Regions from separate parts of the Bos taurus genome. Here region 1 is linked to region 2. The links are chromatin contacts, called in public Hi-C maps. All regions are on one chromosome and are shown on one strand. Each heading gives the region's core, a stretch centred on a gene start, on an enhancer-like site or on the middle of the called end of the contact. The rest is flanking DNA. Distances are from core to core; before and after follow the strand shown. Region 1 holds the start of ACSS1 (acyl-CoA synthetase short chain family member 1). Region 2 has its middle 44 kb from the start of CST7.

Evidence for each region. A called contact is a pair of places that touch in the nucleus more often than the background predicts.
Region 1: a Hi-C map of skeletal muscle shows a contact between it and region 2, with 12 times the contacts expected there. The contact joins the promoter of ACSS1 here to the enhancer-like site in region 2. A contact is called at or near these places in 3 of 11 Hi-C or Micro-C datasets (liver, skeletal muscle and an unstated tissue).

What each region holds. Positions count from the first base shown.
Region 1 is chr13:42,661,936-42,668,080 of ARS-UCD2.0, forward strand. It overlaps ACSS1 (acyl-CoA synthetase short chain family member 1), which reads right to left and starts at 4,480. Exons shown (of 14, transcript NM_174746.2): 1 at 4,189-4,480. The coding sequence starts at 4,480. It overlaps LOC112449375 (a long non-coding RNA gene), which reads left to right and starts at 4,170. Exons shown (of 3, transcript XR_003037951.2): 1 at 4,170-4,261; 2 at 4,853-5,023; 3 at 5,400-5,557.
Region 2 is chr13:42,527,414-42,533,484 of ARS-UCD2.0, forward strand. No RefSeq gene overlaps it. Among named protein-coding and RNA genes, the nearest start is that of CST7, 44 kb to the right of the region's middle. Within about 2 kb of position 3,013, at least 16 of the 102 cell types and tissues checked have an H3K27ac peak or open chromatin away from gene starts, as enhancers often do. A contact at or near this core is called in skeletal muscle, where this site is marked.

The sequences.
Region 1 (6,145 bases), core at 3,230-5,729, 140 kb after region 2:
AATAGAAAACCTCCCTGGCATAATTTGAGGTATTACGTCAATCACAAAAACTGTATTTGCCAACTTTCCAGAAACATCTGCTATTTAAAGTAAGTCATGTCTCTAACAACTGGGGAGGATTCAGAGCTTTCCGAGGGTCCCTCCTCCTAAGACCTGAGGTCATGTGTTCACTGAGAGTTCCTTGAAAGACCTGAGTGAGCTACTTCAGCCACTGGGAGGAAATGCAGCCTCGGAGGCAGGCTCTCGCCATCTCAACGTTTCTGCCGTCTGAATTATTTGAGACATGTCATGAAGAGGAGAGAGCTACAGCGAAATGGTTTCCACTGCTACAAGGAATGTTCCAAAAAGTGTCCAAGGAATCTCTGTGTTCAATGCTAGTTATAAACAGTCTATCCCCAAGCTTGAAAGTAAGAATACACATACGTGTGTTTCAAATTCAGACTCAAAATAGAGTTTCGTTTTGTATTCTGAAAGCAACACGTCACTACCCTCCAGTTCTGCATCTGCAGCTTCCTGATGTCTCAAGTTTATACCCACGGAGCAAACACATCTGTTGAGCCCTGCGAGGGAAAGAGCCAAACTTCAAAAGCTGGAGTTTTTATCAGAACGTGGCTTTCTAAAGAGCTTCGGGTTTCATGCAAACCAGTCACTGCAGGGGGTGTCAGGTCTACCTCCCCACCCCTACCCCACCCCTCCCAGGGCCCTCTGACACCACAACCCCCCACCGGCCTGGCTCTCCCATGGTCCAGGAGGGCTTTCAGAGCCACGTCAGCCACCTGCGTGCCCTCCTCAGCCTGCTTCCCAGAATAGGCTGGTCAGATGGAAAACCTGTGTGGTCCCATTCAGAGGCAAAGCAACACGGCAGAAGAGCAGGTTCAAGGTTACAGCCTCCTCCCAGGATTCATTAATAAATAACAAAGGCCAGTGATTGGGTGCAAGGAATGTTCTGAAGACAGTGCAGAGTGCTTCACAAGCATTTTCACATTCAATGCTAACACGCAGTCCCAGGTCACCTGCCGCTGGTCAGAAGCCTAGCAGCTTCTGCCTTGGTCTCTGGGACCTCTGGTAGCCAACAGCCCTGGGTCTAGTCACCACCTTGTGAGAAGCTCCTTGTGGGTGCTCCGGGCCACAGCTCCAGCTAAGCCCTGCCTGCAGGCCAGGCCGCAGACTTGGGAGTGAGCAAGGTAGATGACTAGAGTCCCACAAGCGGGGAGCAGAGGCAAGCCACTCCCGTCAGGCCCTGTCCAAAGTCCTGACCCACGGAATCCGAGAGACTAAGAAAATGGCACGGATAGGAACTGGAACAGAATTTCAGTTACGCACTGTTCTCACGTTACAAATGAGGAGACGCACCAAAGAACAGTCAGGGAAGGGCAGGAGGAGTAAATTGGGAGAGTGGGATTGACACAGACACACTACTATACATAAAATAGTGTAAACTAATAAGAACCTACTGTAGAGCACAGGGAACTTTATTCAGTACTCTGTAATGACCTATATGGGAATAGAATCTGAAAGAGTGGATATATGTATATATATACTTGACTCACTTTGCTGTGTAGCTAACACAATTGTAAATCAACTATACTCCAACTAAAAAAATGAATTTAAAAAAATTAAGCACTTGGCAAGACTTTAGATAGAAAAAAAAAATGGTCAGGGGAAAACAAGGATTCAAACCCAGAGTCGGACACGACTGAGCGACTGATCTGATCTGATCTGATGATTCCAAAGACACACCCAGCACCACTGAAGTGTACGGTACCACCCAAGGACTCTTTGTTTGTTTGAGAGAGACAGATTGGCATTCATCCCAACCCACCCATTTAGTGGTGCCCCACCTGCCCTGGTTGGACACAGATCAGTGGTTCTCAACCTTAAGTGTGTATCAGGATCACCTGGAGGATCCACCCCCAGGTTCCTGGCTCTGGCATCTAGGATGTTTCTACAAAGTTCACAGGTCTTGCTGATGCTGCTGATCCAGGGACCACACTTTGAAAACTGTACGTACAGACCTTCCTGAAGGGGCAAACTGAGTTTTAAGTGACGCTCCTTTGAAATAAGCCATCATCGCACGACCATCACACAGACAGAGCATGCCAAAACACACCCCCTCCCACCCCAGCCCACAACTTTTCTAGTGGCTCCCAGGATAGCCATGACTTGGTCTGGTCCTTTTTCATATGATCACCTCTGATTTACAGACACTGGTGACCATCAGAGATATTTCTGACAGATGAGTGGGTCACATACACATTTGATGAGAGAATGTGGCTGAAATGCTGTTTTTCTACAAGGCAGTTTTCTGAAGTTCAGTTTCTGGCTAAGGTAACCATAAAGGAGAAATAAATGAAGAAAAAGAGGCAGAGGAGTGTCTTGTTGCACACCCTAACCCTGACCTTGAACCTGACCGAGTAGGGCTCACAAGGCCCTGGCTGCCCGTCGCACTGGATCTGTCATTACACCACCACCACCACTCCCCACTTCTTATCTGAGAGTGAAAGGTGGCACGAGTTCACCTTGAATGTCCCTGGCAGCCTCAGGTCGCCCAAGTCCAAGGCAGCTTCTAAAGGAACTGCAACCTTCTACCCCTTCCCCCTGCACGCAGCTCTCTCAATCCAGGGTGCATTCCACCAACCCTGCAAACCTAAGGGTTTAGTTTTTCTCCCACTAATCCAAGGACACTTTCTGCTGACTCAATTCTAAAGAAGACACTTATCTACTGAGTCATTTTTATTAAATCAGCAAAGCAATATACAATATATAAAAAAAAAGTCTGGTCCAAAGTTCCCTTAAATATCTTTGCTTGAAAAATAACTGCAAGAAACTACCTGTAACTCTGGCTACTTCTAAATTTCACAAGTCAAAATCACTACCACTTATTGCTCACTAGTAAGTGCTGGGTCTGTTCCATACCCTGTGTGCCTGGTCATCACAACCAGCCCCTCAGGTGGGTATTGCGACCTCTAGTCTACACAGGCAGAGAAGGCAATGGCACCCCACTCCAGTACTCTTGCCTGGAAAATCCCATGGACGGAGGAGCCTGGTGGGCTGCATGCAGTCCATGGGGTCGCTAAGAGTTGGACACGACTGAGCGACTTCACTTTCACTTTTCACTTTCATGCATTGGAGAAGGAAATGGCAACCCACTCCAGTGTTCTTGCCTGGAGAATCCCAGGGATGGGGGAGCCTGGTGGGCTGCCATCTATGGGGTCGCACAGAGTCGGACACAACTGAAGCAACTTAGCAGCAGCAGCAGTAGCAGCAGTCTACACAGGAGGATGCTGAGACTCAGAGGAACAGAAAAACTGGACCAGTAAAGAAGTGGAACCTGGAGACTTAGACCCCGCTACCCAGTTCAGGCCTTGGTCAGGAAGACCTTTCCTTAAACAGCCCCTAGACTCCCATCTATCCCATTACCCCCTTCCTCCTTGAGCCCCTCTGACCGCGCCCCATCTGGCTGCTCACACCCTAGACCTAGCCTGCCTCCTCCTTCCCTCAGTTGCTGGGCCTTCTGCCCCTGGCGGACCGGGGGCATGGCTGGCAGTGTGAACCCCAGTCCCAAGTCTGGACAGAACCGTAGGGGATTCAATCTCCAGTAGGGGCCAGAGAGGACAGACTGGGGATGCAGCTGGCTTCTGAGACCTCGGAAGACCGGGCCCCTGGGTCTTCGGGGCGAAGGTGAAACTGAGAGAGGGGAGGTCCCACTACTGCTTCCTTCCCGCCCGCCCGCCCGCCCGCGGGCTGACTCCGGCTGCCGGCGCGGCTTCCTCCTCCCCGCCACCCGGCGCGGCTCCGTTTGTTTACACGGGCAGGGCTGCTCCCCAGGCGGGTCGCCGGCCGGCACCTGGCGGTGACAACGGCCAGAAGCTTTTCGGTTCTGTCGCCGGCCGGCCCCGCGGGCGGGAAGTCCTGCTCCTGGCGCGCCCCTTGCCTTCCACCCCACGAGCGGCACGCTCGGTGTTAGGGCCAGTGGGGGCCACCGTTAGACTCGGGGGGGCGCCGGGGAGCCCGAGCCACGACCGAGGAGTCGGGGCCGGGCCGGAGGGGTTGGGGCGGGGTGGCCGCGTCGCTTGCCGGGGAGCGACGCCGGAGCGCCGAGGAGGGGGCGTGTGGAGCCACCGCATGCTGGGCTCGGGGTCCCCCGGCCGCGCGAGCTGGGGCGCCCCGGTCCCCAGGCCCACTCACCAGACACGTTTAACTGGCCTCCCAGGAACCAGCTGATCCTGCCGCTGCGGAAGTCGCAGTCGCTCACCGTGTGGTAAGGGGTGTCCCACACGAGAGCGTCCCGCGCCAGTGGCCCCCAGAAGGCGGCGGGCTCGCGAGCTGCAAGCGCGATTCGCTCTTGGTAGGAGCTGGGTGGCGCTACGGAGGCGGAGGCGCTGCTCCAGAGCCGGGGGGCCGCCAGCGCCCGCACCCCAACCCCGCGGAGGCCGCCCAGTAGCCGCCCGACGCCGCGGCCCAAGCAGCGCGCCGCCATCGCGCCTCAGAGTCCCGCGCCTCAGAGCCCTGTGGCAACCGGGCGCCCGCGTGCCCACGCCCCGCCCCGGTCCCGCCCCGCCAAAGGCCCCGCCCCCATGCCACCGCCCCGGCCCTCGCCCAATCCCGCTCCCGCTCCCGGTCCTCGCGCGGTCGCGCCCCTCCCTGACTCCGCCAACGCCCCGCCCCTCCGGCCAACGCCCCGGGCCCGCCCTCAGGCCCTGCCCCCGCCCCGCCCCTCCCAATTCCTCCCCTCGGGCTCCAGAGCCGGGCGCCAAGGGAAGGGGAGCAGCTGGGGAAGGGGGGCCTCCCGGAGCCCGGGGTACGGGGTCCCGGGGCGGGCTGCCGGCGTTTCAACCGGTGCGTCTTCCAGCTCCGACGGCTTCGCGGCGCGGGGAACCGCAAAGACTGGGAACCCGGGGACGCAGGCTCTCCCGGGCGCGGGAGCGACCGCAGAGCCGGGGAACCACCAGTTAGGTCCATTCAGCATCTCAGAGGCCGAAGGCATTCTTTTCTTCGTGCGCCCTGGAGAAGGAACCCGCAGGTCTGCCTGCACCGGACCCCCGCCAAAATATACACACACAAGCAGCACCCCCGCTCCGTGGACTAAGTGGGATCCTCTGCCCAAGAGGCTGTGGGGGTACCCAGGGTGGTGGTCTAGGGTCCGCCGCATTCCTGTGGCAGCGAAGCAAACGCCCGGGGTTTTTGGCCCGCTGCTGCAGCTTCTGTGTCCTGGGTTCAAAACCTGGCGTTTCTAGCTCTCTGACCTCCGGTGAGTTCCTTAAACGTCTCTGTGCCTACACCAGCCCGGCTACTGAGCTCCCTGGGTGTCCCTCGCAGGCTGCAAGTTTCAGACACCAACTCATTTATTCTCGTGCAGCCCTGGGGGGAGGGAAACGCATGATATCTGTCTCTCCCAGCTGTACCCAGGGAGCCCTGGAATGGAGGCTGTGTCCCAGTTATCAAGCCAGGAAAGATAGAAGGGAAGCCACAGAAACTTGCCTCAGCCAGACTCGAATATCACAACACCCACAAACTAAACACATAATAAATAAGATAAACAGAAGGGAAAGGGGAATTCTGAAAGTTGGTTGGTTGAGTTCCATCCCATTAGCTGTAAGAGGAACTTCTGCTGTTAGCCCCAGTGTGTGTGTGTGTGTGTGTGTGTGTGTGCCCCCTCTCCTGTGCGCCTGCGTGCACTTGCCTGCTTGCACGTGGTACCTGCTTTTTAAGGCTGGGGGGGCTGGGATCCAATGAGAAGAGTTAGCACTTACACATGGGCACTGCTCTGTGCCAAGTGCTTGACCTGCATTTTTCTACTTAATTTAAAAATTATCTGGTGCTATCAAGTCCTGCCCACTCTCAGCTCCCAAGTGGAACATATGAGGATGCTGAGCCCTAAGAAATAAACACATGCTGGGCAGCAACCCCACTCCCACCTCAATTTCTGCTTCACCACTTGGCCTGAATCACTTTTTTTTTTTTTTAAGCCTCGCCACACAGCCAGCAGGATTTTAGTTCCCCAATCAGGGATTGAACCTGGGTCCTATGCAGTGAGAGCACAGATTCCTAACCACTGGACTGCCAGGAAATTCCCTGAATCACCATTTTTAATAGAATAAATAATAAAACTAAAATAGAGAAAGACCGTTAAGTGTTGCCGGGG
Region 2 (6,071 bases), core at 1,763-4,262:
GGGTGGAGTTCTGACTCTGCTCCCAGCCTCCTGAGCACTGGGGGCATGGGGTGCACTCAGAAGCCCTCTTGTATTAACATGCCCCCATCTTCCTCCCGCCTCCCACCAGCATTCTTGCCCCTACCTCAGCCTCCAAACTGCCGCCTCAAGGTCATGCTGGTGCCCCCATCTCTCCATCACGAACAAGAGTCACCTTCTGTTTGAACAAAACCCGCTCCAAGACAGAGTCCCTTTTAGTCACCTGAGGATGCATAACAAGTGGAAAGAGAAGCTAAGCCCCAGAAAACCCCCTCAAACGATGGCAGTGAGCCTGGGCGTGTGGAACCCCAGGAGGAGGAGACCAGAATCAAAGGGTGACACTGAGGATGCAGGTGGGGCTTCCAAGGAGTCACCTGGACCCCAGACTCCAACTGGGAAGCCGAAGCCATGCCCATGGCTCCAGCAGGGCAGCTCTTTGTGGGGACAGTGGGTGCGAGGGCAAGAGCCAGGCAGGTTGGTACCCTTGTAAGTAGCAGCAACTGGCCCAGGAATGGGGCTCCCCCAGGAGGAAACAGCCCAGCTATTCCTCCGAACCCAGGCCACAGTTTCTCCCCACCAGGGTCTGCCCTGCTGAGGTTACAAGTTACGTAAGCCTCCTTCCCACGCGCTGGGGTAACAGCCACCAAGCCCGCAGCCCCATTGTCCCTGGGTGGACGTGGATGAGCGTGTTCCTGCCCACAGGACCAGAGCCAGGGGCCGAGGGCTCAGACGGGCTCCCAACACGTGCCGTTACCCCTTCCCTTCCGGTGTGCAGGACACAACACCCTTCACGCCCAGCACCCCGCCCCCATACTGTGGTATGGTAACCACAGTCTTGCACTCTCCACCCAGCAAGGCCTGTGCGGGGGTCTGGGCTCCGCTGTGGACCAGACAGCACTTAGTGCCTGGAGGACCTGACCACATGCTCACCTTGAAACAGTGGGCGCTCAGGGCAGAGGCCGGAACCCTGTTTGCAGGAAGTCATGGAGGGCTTCCTGAAGGAAGGGAAAAATGGGGGTGGGGGGCGGAAATCCTGGGATGTTTATTGTCCCATCTCAGGAAAAAGCCCTGAACCCTAGCTTTGGGAGCCACATCTGAGCGGGGGAGATTGTAGTCTCAGGAACCCTACCTCCACCCAAGTTTCATCTGAGAGATGACCATCTCCTTGGACGCCAGACAAGTAGGAGAGCCTCAGCCTTCTCCACCCAACAGGGCTGCTAGAGGCCCCAGTCTGTCCTCCCAGCAGAAAGGCCTCAGGCTCACTGTTGAATGGCTCTTGGTGTGGGGAGACTCCCTGGGCTAAGAGACGGGGTTGATGGAAACTTTGCCTCTTGCCTGCGTCCAGCTACAGAGCTTGGCTGCAATCTTGGTGGTGTGGTTCCCTCCCTACCCACTCCCTTTCTTCATCCTCTGCCACTGGCTGACTGATGATCCACAAGCAACAGGGGGCCCTTCATCACCAAGATCCACTTCCTCCCCTGCCTGGAGCCTCCAGTCATCCCCCTGGTATCCCCCTGGGGTATCGCCAGGGCCTGGGTGGGCCGAGGCCTCTCCAAGACACCCTGGGTCCTCCCTTTGCATAGTCCCTGGCCCCAGCCTGTTCCATCCCAGCCCAGCAACATGGTCCCTGAGTGTCCAGTTTGCACAGCTGCTGGGGTCATCTCTGTGAAACGGAGGCCTGGATGATGAATTTCTAAAGGCAGCTGTGAAATGCATCCGACCTCAGTGCCCCTCACAGGAGATGATGCTGACGTCCGAGGCTAAGCCGCCTCTCTCTCCTGGGGCATGGCCTCCACATGGGGGCCGGCCCCCTCCACCTCGGAGCTGGAGACCATGTGCAGAGCGCTGTGTTTGTCCACATTCCTGACTCACATGCTCAAGGTCAACAAACACTGTTGTTTAAAACTGCTGAGGCCTGGGCTGGTTTGTTGTGAAGCCATAGCAACTGAAACAACGGGTGTGTCTCCAAGGATGACTTTGCTTGAGCTCAAAGCCTGTGGGGACACACTGGGTGAGGAAGGCATTACAGGCCGGGGGCAGCAGTTCACCCTTCAGCCTCTGCTGGCCCCCCTTATGTCACATCTCTTGGTCCAAACATCACAGGGGCTTTTCTCAGGTGGCTTTAGAGTCCCTGATGGCCGACAACAGCCAAACAGCCAACGTGCCAAATGGAACAAAAGGCAGGCAGAGCGCCCCTTTCAGGGCAGGTAACAGGGTACAGAGCGCTCCTTGCAATGCTATGGACTGCAGCCTGCCAGGCTCCTCTGTCCACGGAATTTCCCAGGCAGGAATACTGCAGTGGAGTGCCATTTCCCTTCTCCAGGAGATCTTCCTGACCCAGGGATTGAACCCACATCTCCCGTGTGTCCTCCATCGCAGGCAGATTCTTTTCCACTGAGCCACTGGGAAACCTTATATAATATATGAATATGTTGCATGTTAATATTATAATAAATATATATATGGGAATTTTGGATTTGGAGAAGATGTTAAAAGGTTTGTAGAAAGCAAAACTTTCCTGTTTTGGTCACTTTTCTAACCCTGGGCTCTCAGGATGATCAGGGCTGTTGCTGCCCGGCTCTTGGAGTTCATCCTGCCTGAGGCGGGTCAGGCCGCAGGACGGGGTGCTCAGGCCCGGATGTCTGGCCAGGGCAAGGACACTGGACCCTACGCCCCACATCACCACTGGGGAGAGGGGAGGCAGCACAGGGGCACAAGCGGGGACCAAGACTGGGTTCAATTTCTGTCCCTGTAAAGCAGAGCCTGGGACAACAGCCTCACTCTGATACATTCCCCAGAAATGCGCCTGTAGGACACAGCAGTGAGGCAGTGGGACCTGAGGCTGGGCAGGGGGCACAGGCCTCCTGGGACTTATTTGGGACCCTCTCCCGCTGATCCGAGCTCACCCAGGACATGCCCAAGTTGGTACCATCTGGATCCCAGATGCACCCGGACTTGGGAACCCCGCCACCAGGTGGTGCTAGAGCTCTGGGAAAAGATGTGCCGGGGATCTTCCCTAGGCCAGGGCCACCGGGGCCCCGGGCTCCATCCCAGACACCCATCCCGGGCCTGGGTGGGAGTTTAGCCTCGGTTGCCTTCATCCCATCTGCCCGGCAGCTGTGGTCAGGAGGGGAAGGGGGTGGGCCAGTCCCTCAACACCCCTCAACCCCCACCAACCCCCACCCCTCTGTGAGCATCCAACCGAGGTTCCCAGGCTCTGACAGGCTAGGTTTAGGGAGCTGGTGGTTAAGCTGTTGGCGGCTTGGAGTCTGTGCTGGTCAGAGTGTCCACATGGCAGACATCAGGGGACACTGCTCGGCAGCGGGGTTGTGGGTTGTTTCCATCTCGCCTTGCCGGTTCACAGCACACTCCTTCTTACTGCTCAGGTTACATTAGGAAGGATGGTCCCGGAACTGCCTGTCAAGATTGCAGGCCCAGTCTCGGGTCCACCCCAGCCCCCGGTGCAGGGGCAGGGCCTGGCCTCTGGGTTCTGACCAGCGATGAGACTTCCAGGGGCCACTGGGCCAGCCTTTCCATTGCGTGACCAGCGGCTCAGAGACGTGGAACCCTCGCCATCTACCCGCCTCCCCAAGGCCCCTCACAGGTCATCACCTTCCCGGCCGACACAGTGCCTCTGCACTGGCAGTGAACAAAGCCCCCTCTTACTGATCTTTTCTGAGGATGGCCACATGACCTAGAAACGTGTGCTTCTGGTTGGGAACGTGAAGGCTGATTATTCGGGGGGTGTGTGGGGGGTGGTGTTGTGAGACCTTCAGTGGATGAATCACTCCTTCGCAAAGGTCTCCAGGGAGATGGACATCTTGAAATCCATCTGCATGCAGATGATCATGACCTGCTCACTGCTGAGAGTGTGGCAACCCCGGGGCTCACAACCCCAGAACCCAGGCCTCTGAGACATGAACCTCCTCGTGGCAGGGCCCCAGGTCTGGGGTTTTCTAAGAAATGAACAAGCTCCCAGAGCACGTCAGCGCTACGGTGTGGGGACCACACTTGAGTCACATGGATCTTGGCTACGCTGTCACCCAGAGAGTCCTTGTGAAGCAAGCAGAGTTCTGACCGCCTTACGATAACAGATGATCACTCTTGGTGCATTTATTTCCTGCACCTGCTCCCTTTTCTCCAGGTGCCTCTCACCTCGGACCCCCAGCCCTTGCCTAAGCTGCACAAGATGCTTCAAAACTTAGCAGCTTGAGCAACAGTAAAAATTTGAACCTGGGCTCAGCTGGGCAGTCCTTCCCTCCAACTAACACACTTGGGCTGTGGGGCTTCGGCCAGACCAGCTGACCCAGCCGAGAGCTGATGGCACAGAGCTCTTTCCGTGTGACCTACCACAGGGCAGCTTGGGCTTCCTGACAGCAGGTGGCCTCAGGCCACTGGCCTTGGCACATGGCAGGTGACTTCCACAAAACAGTGTCCCAGGAACACAGACCCCAACACAATGGCACTTAGCAAGCTCATGGTTGTTAATACCTCACCCTGAACAACCACATGGGCAGCCTCCAGATCAACAGGGAGTAAGGCCACCATGGGGGCCACAGATAAAGCAGCCTGCCACAGTCCCTGAGTTTTTCACTTGTGTTCATTGTCTCCAGACCAGTTCCCTTGGACAGTGTCTCACCAAACAGCTCCTTTAGGGGAGTCTTGTTGTTTTTCATTGTTCAGTTGCCAAGTCATGTCCGACTCATTGCAACCCCATGGACTGCAGCACAATAAGCTTCCCTGTCCCTCGCCATTTCCTGGAATTTGCCCAAGTTCATGACCATTGAATCGGCAATGCCATCCAACTGGGGAGTCTTGGATCTTAGAAATTATTATCAGAGAACCAAATTCAGCTTGAACGCTTTAAACAGTTCATTAGAAGTTCAGAAACCCTCATTGTTATGCAAGATCTGCTTGCTTAAGTCATTACATTGAAAATGAATTAATTCTTTTTGTCATACTTTTAATGGAGGATGGATTTAATTCTGTGTATAATATGACAAATTTCTTTTAAAGACTGACAACTGTGGGCATTCATCACCGTTCTCATTTCAGAAACCATTCTGCCAACCCAATTTTATCATTTCACCGTGAAGGGATGGGTTAGAACTGCTACTGGCCAAGAGACCTTGGCCACAAGCCTGGAGTGTTCCCAATGCCAACAGAGTACTTGGCCAGTGAGACACATCGGTCATTACAGGAGACCAACATCTACACTCCAGTCAGGACACTCTGCACCCTCAGCTGATGTCCCAAGCTCCCCTGAGGCTTGTATCTGAGGGTGTTTATCAGAAAAAGGTATGGAGAGATCTCTTTGGCATTGTTCCATGGAACTTCCCCCCACCCCCTTTTTTTTTTTTGCATTAGTAAATGATAAGAAGTGGTAAAAATCAGCCAGCTGGACCAAAAGGATGTGCAGTGGAAATCACTTTCTTCCCACCTGCACATGTGAGTGCCCCAGCTCAATACGCCAGGCTTGCACCCTGGGTGCCCAGAAAACAATGGTGCCCAGCGTGCCCGTGTACTCAGGTTACAGGCGTGGCCGCACACACTACACGTGGGCGTTCCCCAGTGTGCCGTGTTACCGCAGCTCACAGGGCACCTTGGAGATGTGTCCTGGCCATGGTCCCCCCTCTCACAGCCCCTCTCTTGAAGGTCATCTGAAGGACCGCTCAGCTTCAGACGTGGCCACTGACCCTTTAGTTTCCTGGGTCTCTTGGCATCAGTCATCTAATCCACAGAGTGAAGCAAAGTATCCTTTTCCATTTGAATCTGACTGTTTTTTCTGCATCTGTGGTTTCTTACACTTTCTTATCTTGAATTGTCCTTTGAGGCTGAGTTTACCGAGCGTCTGCACGTGTACATATGTGTGCGTGGCAGACACAGAGTTTGTGAGTGCCACACACGTGTATCTTCAACTTAAGATTATTTTTCACTTCTCATTTTCTATTTTCAGATTCACCAGTTCCTGCTTTTATTGTTCTTAATTTCCTGTCTTGCTCGGTGTTTTTCCCCCTCTTTGCCTAAAATGAACGCTCACTCTGTTTATTTTT